Linked DNA regions of Mus musculus: region 2 is linked to region 1. Evidence: chromatin contacts called from public promoter capture Hi-C data. All regions are on one chromosome and are shown on one strand. The core of a region is the stretch at or near the end of the contact, and the rest is flanking DNA. Distances in the headings are between cores, read along the strand shown.

What was found. Promoter capture Hi-C pulls out the DNA fragments that hold promoters and counts their contacts.
Region 2: a promoter capture Hi-C map of epiblast stem cells shows a contact between it and region 1, with 2.6 times the contacts expected there. The contact joins two enhancer-like sites. A contact is called at or near these places in 13 of 39 promoter capture datasets (the C10 cell line, HPC-7-derived erythroid cells, embryonic stem cells and 6 more), 4 of 484 Hi-C or Micro-C datasets (embryonic fibroblasts, embryonic stem cells and myeloid progenitors), 7 of 115 datasets of contacts at active chromatin or transcription factors (acute myeloid leukemia and embryonic stem cells) and 2 of 9 other capture datasets (liver and pancreatic islet).

What each region holds. Positions count from the first base shown.
Region 1 is chr19:42,188,040-42,191,978 of GRCm38.p6, forward strand. It overlaps Zfyve27 (zinc finger, FYVE domain containing 27), which reads left to right. Exons shown (of 13, transcript NM_177319.3): 11 at 1,158-1,204; 12 at 1,483-1,564; 13 at 2,344-3,939. The coding sequence ends at 2,408. Among named protein-coding and RNA genes, the nearest start is that of Sfrp5, 12 kb to the right of the region's middle. Within about 2 kb of position 2,657, at least 43 of the 459 cell types and tissues checked have an H3K27ac peak or open chromatin away from gene starts, as enhancers often do. A contact at or near this core is called in epiblast stem cells, where this site is marked.
Region 2 is chr19:42,291,774-42,295,714 of GRCm38.p6, forward strand. All of the region lies in intron 11 of Crtac1 (cartilage acidic protein 1), which reads right to left. All of the region lies in intron 1 of Gm34347 (a long non-coding RNA gene), which reads left to right. Among named protein-coding and RNA genes, the nearest start is that of Mir3085, 14 kb to the left of the region's middle. Within about 2 kb of position 2,673, at least 14 of the 459 cell types and tissues checked have an H3K27ac peak or open chromatin away from gene starts, as enhancers often do. A contact at or near this core is called in epiblast stem cells, where this site is marked.

The DNA of each region.
Region 1 (3,939 bases), core at 1,407-3,906:
GTGATGTGGCTGAGAATGGGCAGAGTGGCTAGGCTTGGGAGGAGCAGGACTGTTCTCTGTCACTGTGTGACCTGGTGTCAGCTCTCAACCTAGATGTGCATGGGGACTGTGCAGTCCTGGCTCTCCATCTACTTCTGAGGAGCTCTTGGACCTGGGCTCTTTGTCCTGTCCAGGTTCTGTCACCTTGCTGAATAGGCTGCCTTCCTCTGTTCTTGGTAGAGGAGCCATAGTCAGTGAGCACGTTTTCTTATCCCGCTAGCATCCTGGAGTTTGTGTTCTCTCTGTCCTTTACATGGCTGTGAGAGGTCCAACAGCAGAGATGTTTGCCTCAGATACCTCAGCCTTGCTCCCCTGGCTCCATAGTCTATTGTCCTTGATCCCAGGGAGCGTCTTTTAGCAAGAGCTGTGGGCAATCCTGGCTGACTAGGAAGGAACTTTGGGACTGTTACGGGCAAACATGTTACCCAGGAGTCACAGTTGTTCTTTCTGCTGCTGCCTGCAAGGTCATAGCAGGCCCCAGAACCCATCTCTCATCTCTCCTCCATCCGCCCCAACTGCCAGTCGTCACCCGAGCGGCTCTGGCACAGTCTGAAGCTCCTCTGTCCCCCTGTACTTGTGGCTTTGGAAGGCTTGTGTTGCTGCTTGCCACCAGTGCTTGAGACCCTGCCCTTCATGTCATGTTGGAAGGTGCCCTGTTTCAAGCTTTCTCTTGGGATCTTCTGATGACAGAAAGGAGTTTGTGTTTCTTGGAGGCGTATCTGTCCCTCACTGTGGACAGATGTTTGGAAGGAGACATTATGAAAAGGTCACATCTAGTAGGCTTCATTGAGGATGCTGGGGTTCAGGTCCATGTTGGCTTGGCTAGATTTCAGGGGGGAGATTCTCTGGTTGTTCTTTGATAATCTGCCAAGCTTGTGAGTGTGTGTGGCACTTGGTGTTGGGAGCGTGCAAGGACTCAAGCTGTGTGTAGCTTGGTGAAAGCTGCTCTGAGGAGCTGGCACCTTTACTTATTTTAAATACACATATTGCTCTCTGCACCCAGCTAAGATGCTGGGCTGTGCCTGGCTGGGTCCTGAGTGGCCCAGTTAGAGTCAGGAACAATTTGGGTTGAGCGGCCTGGGTTGGATCGTAGCTCAGCTGCTGCCTTTGTCTCTCAGGGAATTGTGCAGGCTGTGCCGCTACGTTCTCCGTGCTGAAGAAGAGGGTGAGTCTGCTGCTGTTTGCCGGGGCAGTGTGCTGTGACTGGGGCTGATGCACGACTTGAGGAGAGTCAGCAATGGAGTCTAAGCCCTCATTCGAGTCATAGGACCAGTGCCCTCTGTTTGCTAAGGCCCACACCCTTATCAGCCTTCTGTTGGCTGTTTTGTCCTGTCTCATCCCACCCACTGAGGCCCCTCTTCTGTTGTATAAAATTGGAGGGAGCACTGGGGTGTCAGGTGCCTGAGGGTGGGCTCCATCTGACACTGTTGTTCCCGTCTACAGCGGAGCTGCAGCAACTGTGGGAACAGCTTCTGCTCGCGGTGTTGCTCCTTCAAGGTGCCCAGGTCCTCTATGGGAGCCACAGGTGAGCGAGGAGGCCAGAGAGGCGGCCTGTGGGAAGGACTGAGGCTGCCCTGCATAGAGCAAGACAGCTCCCGAGACTCCTCTTTCCTCCCAGAGGAGACCACCTGGTTGAATCTTATTTCATTACCCCAGGTCCACTTTTAACAGAATCAAAGGAATTTCTCTTCCTTTCCTAAATGCTGTGTATGTTTGTTGTAAATGAAACCTGTAGATGAGCAAAAGGAAGTCCTCCCCTGCCCCTGTGTTCCTGACAGGCAGAAGGGAGCATGGATGTGCACATGTAGGAAGCATGAGCGTGCACATACAGGAGCGTGGATGTGTATTTGTGCTCTTGACAACTGCGGTGATATCTTACTTCCTGCCCTGTGATGTGCTGCAGTGTGGGGCAAGGCTTTTTGCCAATCTTACAAGTAGCACATGCTTGTTAACTATAAAGTTTTGAGGTTATTATAAAGAAGAAAGGAAGAGAAAAATGATCCTGTAATCTTACCACCCAGAGATTTTTTAACCACTGTTAAAACGTTTAGGGAAAATTTCCTCTGGTATTTTATTTTGTTGATGCCAGAAGAATTTCCAATGCATAGAACACCTGGGAGAGGCCTGCTGTTGGCGTCAGAGCCACAGTGCCCCAGCGTGTCTGAGGGAGGGAGCTGGGTCAGGGAGGGTGTGGGCCGGGCCGTGGGTGGTCTGTCTCAGGACTGGGGAGGCTAATTCAGTACTTGGCACCTTGAGCCTAAAGGGTACAAAGAACTGTCTCACTGAGTTTTTCTTTCTTTCCAGCTCCTGAAGCCCAGAGAGAGACTGTGTGTGTGTGCGCCTCCTGCAATCAGACCCTGAGCAAATGAGAAGAGAAGCCAGGCTCCAACTGTCCTGGGGCCAGCAGTGACCCTACTGTCCCAACTCTGGGCCTCTGAGGCCTGTGCTGGGCAAACGTAGCCTGACAGCTAGGTCCTTCCTGCCCTTCCCCTGCTGCCTCCAGCTGGGCTGGTGATGCTCTAAGGCCCAGGGGGAGAGGAGCCCCTGGGGTCCCGGCTCTTGGTTCTGCTCTATCCTATACCCTGTTAACTCAGGGCTAGCGAGGGAGTGTCCACCAGAGGGCAGAATTGAGCACAGCCTGCTCTCATCTGGGCTCTGGTCGTCAAGGTCAGGCTGGCTAGACCTTAGGATCCAAGAGACTTGAGGTTGGAAAAGAGGTTCTTCCCTGTTGGGTACTTGTCAGTCTCTCAGCCCCAGAGAGCCTGCGAGGGGACTTAGAGCTCCATGGCCTGCCTTTGCCTTTTGAATAGCCTCAGGACTGGCGTTCCCAGGTGTCCCAAGGAGAGGGAAGGTGAGGGTGCTGCTCAAGTCCTTCAGTGTCAAGTGGATGGCAGGATGGGGAAGCTCTGCTTACAGAATCTTAACTCCCATGGTTCTCTGGTGTCCTCAGCCCTGCTGGGGTGGCTACAGGACCCTCACATCACTCTTCCATCCTGCTCTGAGTCTAGGGCACCCCACCTTTCTCCCACTGCCACATATCTCTAGCCCTTATCTCATGGAACATGCGGCCAGGTGAGTGGAGCAGAGAGACTGCAAGCCTTTGAGGTCCAGGGACGTGTAGGACTGCCCGGATTTCAGGGCTGTTCCTGGAGTAGAGATAGCATTGTAGGATAGGGTCAGTCACATGGCCAGTTTTATGTTCCCTCTGACCTGCCAAGGGTGCTGTGCCTCTTCTTAAGCCATGAGCTGGCTCAGGCCCCTTCCCCTGGAGCTTTTTCAGAGTATTTATTTATTTATTTCATGGTTCCTGAGAGCACGCAGCACAGGGTAGGATGAAGAAGACAAGGGGCTTCTGCCTGAGACCCTTCTGCAGTCATGGACTGCCCTTGGAGCTGATCTTCAGGAACTGTTTCTGCTGCCCAGTCATGGGTGTGGTGCCCACACCTGAACCATTTGAGGTCCTCCTTGCTGATAGGCCACACACACACAGCAGTAGAGCACTGAGGGTTTGGCAGTGGGGACCAAGCAGGTGAGGTGTACTCCTTTGTCCTGGTGAGAGATGCTCACCTCTGCGTATTTATACTGTAGAGCAGTAGACAGGAACGCTGTGGAGAATTGTCAATAAAAGGCCCCATGCTTATGGTTTTGTCAGGTCTCCTAGTGCTGTTCAGGTCTTTCATGTTGCCCAGGGTGGGCTGTAGGTGGGCTTTGCACACCTCCTGTGGCAATTCGTGAGCCAGCCAGGCCCAGTGGAAAGCTGTGCCTTATCAACAGGAGGGGTGGGCTTTATCTTGTGACCAGACCCACGGTCTTGGATTGAGGTTGGGACCAGAACTTAACTATAAATAATGCAGGCTTCAGAATGGAAAGGTTTTAGCTAATCCTCTGGGAAAGACAGAA
Region 2 (3,941 bases), core at 1,423-3,922, 100 kb after region 1:
AAAAAGACCCATAATGCCCTGCATAGTTGACTGGGTCCTCAGGGGACCCCTAGAGACCAAGGCTAAGAAAGGTCCCAGAGTTTTGTTTTGTAACTGTCTGGTGCAGCACAACTCAGGTACTCTAGGGAGGGAGGTGAAATTACATGGAAGGTTTGAGTCTGCTGTTCTTATTTGTTCCTACATAGACCTAGGAAGGCCTGGAGCATACAGAGAGGCGACTGCAGGCAGGTGAGCCTGAGCAAGAGCAGCCTCCGGGAGTCTGACCCGCCCTCGTCCTCCTGTGGGGACCGGAAGTCCGTGTGGACCGGAAGGGCTGAGGTTATATACTTTCTGGGTACTCACCTCTGTGCTCACCCCCTTTCCCGTCCCCCAGCACCAGCTCACCACATCAGAAAGGAACAGCGGGGAGGGAATTCAGGAGTGAGGACCATCAGGGAACGGGGTTGCTTAGGTTGGGCCAGAACTGTGTGCCCACTGTCTGGAGGGCCTCTTGCAGCGCTCCCCTTCCAGATCCGGGCCCCTGGACACAGCCTCACCCTCTACTCAAGTTCTCAGGCATCCGAAAACCCCAGGGCAGGCATTTCTCACCCCCAACTGCTCAGAACTGGAAACAATCTAGCTGTCCATCAACAGGGGACTTGGTAATAAGTTATGAATGCTGCCACACAGTGCGATACTCTGTGGAGCTGGAGGAAAATAAAAGACGTGCACAGTGGTGGAGGGACAGCCAGGCTTTCACTGTTCAGGGCAGTAAAAAAAGCAAGCTTGCCATTTTTCATTCTTTAAAAAAACCAAAACAAAACAACAAACCAACCCCAAACCTAAGTAGTATGTATATTTATATACGTGCCCCTGTGTGCATTGCATGGGAGAATGGCTTATTTGAAGCGTGGCCTCATATTTGAAAATTGCTGTTGTCCCTTCTCCCGCCTGCTCCTAACTTCCTTTTCTGCTTGGCATTTTCTTTCTTTGTAGCACTTAATGCAATCTTAACATGGTCTATTTCACCTACTTATTCTGTTCACCATGTATTCCGTGCTTTTCATCTCTCACTAGCATACAGGGATTTTCAAGGCAAGGGTCTCGATGTAGTTCCTGCTGGGCACCTAGTAGGTGTTCAGTGCACACGAACGGAATGAACGGATCAAATGGGGCTGGGGTGAAGGAGATGTTTGTGTTTTTTACTTAATATTCTAAGCACTGTGATGAGGTTGTGGGTGATTTTTACTTCTTTTTATGATTTGTTGTATTGTCTCATTTCCCTATAATCAATACACATTGTTCTCACAATCAAGAGAAAAATTTTAAGAGGCCTCTGAGAACGAGTGTTGTGGGGGATGCTGCCCCTGCACAGTGACTCTCACCACAGTGCTGCCTTGGCGTTCCTGGATATGACAGGACACCCACTGTCTACCACAGCCTTTCCAAGCCTCCCCTGGAGACCCCAGGGAGGGAGCTTGGCCCAGCTCCCACTTTCCAGACTCTGCTCCTATCGCCCCAACTGAATATTCCCACCACTGGGCCTGGGCTCAAGCTAGCCTGGCCTCTGGGACGCTCTCAGCCCTGCCCCTGCCTTCTTAGTTCCTACCATCTTGCTAGCCACCCCCTCCCCCATCCAGTCTTCTCCTTGGCAAAGCTGTCCAGAGCAGGGCTGATTTGACTCACAAAACTCCCACACTCTCAAACTCCAAGTCAGCACCGGGTGCATCGGAGTTAGCTTTGCATGACAGCCTTACATGAGATTTCCAGGGTTTACCCAGCAGACTGGAGCGTTTCTTCCGGCCTCTCTTCCCCATGTCTCTGCCTCTCTTTCTTTCTGCTTCTGCCCTATTCTCTTCTCTTGTTCCTTTTCCTCTACCACTACCACTACCTGGTTCCCCCACCGTCTCTCTCCCTGCCTGCTCTGCCCTACTGCTGCCTTTCCCATCATTCAGCAAGGACAACTCTATGCTTGGCCCATAAAGAACCTGTTGGAATCCTAAGGGGCCCTGAAAGGCAGGGATGGAGCTGGCCTGTCTCACTCACTGTTCAGGCTTCTGTAATGATCCCGGAGGCTGCTCTAATGCCTGAGACCCATCTTAGGCAACTAACAAGGGTCTGTTCCAAAGAGTAGGCCTCCTTTTAGGGTCCTGCTGGGAATGGAGCCCTACAAAGGAGGAGCCTGGTAGGGGTAGGGTGTGGGACCCTTGCGGCAGTTTGGTTTAAACCAACAGCAAATCCCTTCTTTGCACAGTCATGAGGGCTGGCATCAGGAGGGGCCCCTAGTCAGATGTAGTTTATGTAGCCTGGGTGGTAGATGACTCCTGAGCACCCTGGATCTCACCAAATGATCCTGTGAGCTGTCCAGTCAAGGAAGCAGGCTCCAATGGTGATGACAGATTCTAGACAGAGAAAGGACCCAGGGAGGTCTCTAATACACATCTCAAAATACCAAAGACTGTCTATAGGATGTGAGGTCAGACAGTCTCAGCTCAGGCCCTGTCTCTCTGCTGGTTTACTCTGGGAGCCTCGATTTCTTTTTCTGTCCAGTGGAGCAGGGCTGACATCTAGCTTGATAAACATCCCACCTTGAGACAACAGCCACCTTGATGCTTGAATGGCCTTCTGGGATACCCAAAGGCTGAGGAGATATACATGTCGGGAAGAAAGGGGCGGAGAAGACACAGGAGGCGGAGCCACAGAGCTCACAACTCAGTGTCTAAGGAGGAGTCCAAAGCCAGCCTTTTCCTATCCTCAGCAGCTGTGAACTGGGTCAGTGCATTTAGCATTAACCTCAGATTTCTGCTCTGTAAAGTAACGGACTATGGCTCATAATTCGTCAAATTCCCAAGAGAGTTGATGAAAAATTTAGGCAAAGCCCTGCACATGCGAAACACTCCGTAGGTGTCAGCTACTGCTAGTTTGCAAGAGGGAGGACTCCATGTCTAAAAATCAGCTTGTACCTTTAGGGCCAGCACAGCAAATGGCTGCCTTAGGAGTGACAGATGCCCCAGGCTCAGGCTAACCCATCCAAGCGCGATAGCCCAGGGACATGCTCATATAACCAGGCCCTGGGTCCCCTAAATATTTATTGCTTCTTTCCCAGACTACATAAATATTATGTGTTCTCAATAAAAACCAGAATGCACACACATATACTAGAACATATGGTAGAAAATACAAATTCAGGCAGGCTAGGGTTTGAATCCCAGCTCTGTCATTTGAGAATCACCAGCTCCTGGTCAGTCTTCCTCTAACATTAGGATCCATGTTTTCCTCATTTGCAAGATGGAGATAATGACCAACAGGGGTACTCAGGAGAACTGAGTGCCCTCCACTGTGCCCAGAACAGGTGCCAGTCCCTGTAGTGATCTAGCCACACAGACCGAAGCAATTGCTTATGCTCTCTGCATTTCCTTTCTGTGCACATACGATGCGTGCCTAACGTTAATGCTGGTATATACGTATCGATTAGAGAACATGTTGTCTAATCTTTTTATATTAAGATCATATCACTTCACAAGGTGCTAACACATGGGAAAGCATCTGGTTAGCACCTGGGAATCTTTGACTCAAATGCTTTAACTCTTGGCTCACCCCTTCCCCAGTACCCCTCCGTCTTTGGCCCATTAATTGTAATCCCTGTAGCTTCCCTGTGGAATTTTCACATCTTCCTCTAACCTCCAGGCTTTTAAAAAAATGGTTTATTTTGAAATAGCTGGAGACACAGCAGGTAGTTAAGATTGGCCAGAGGGGGTTTGTATAGAGTTGCCCCCGTGGCTATGGCTTGCTTTATGATTGTATCACATGGAAATCAGGGCTTTGCCACGGGAACAGGTGTGTGGACAGTTCTGGCATGATGGCACCTTAGATTCATATAGCCACTGCCAGTGAGACACCCATCACTGCAGAGATGCAGAGATGGGCATCCACCCGGCAGCATCTCTTTATCGGGAGCTTAC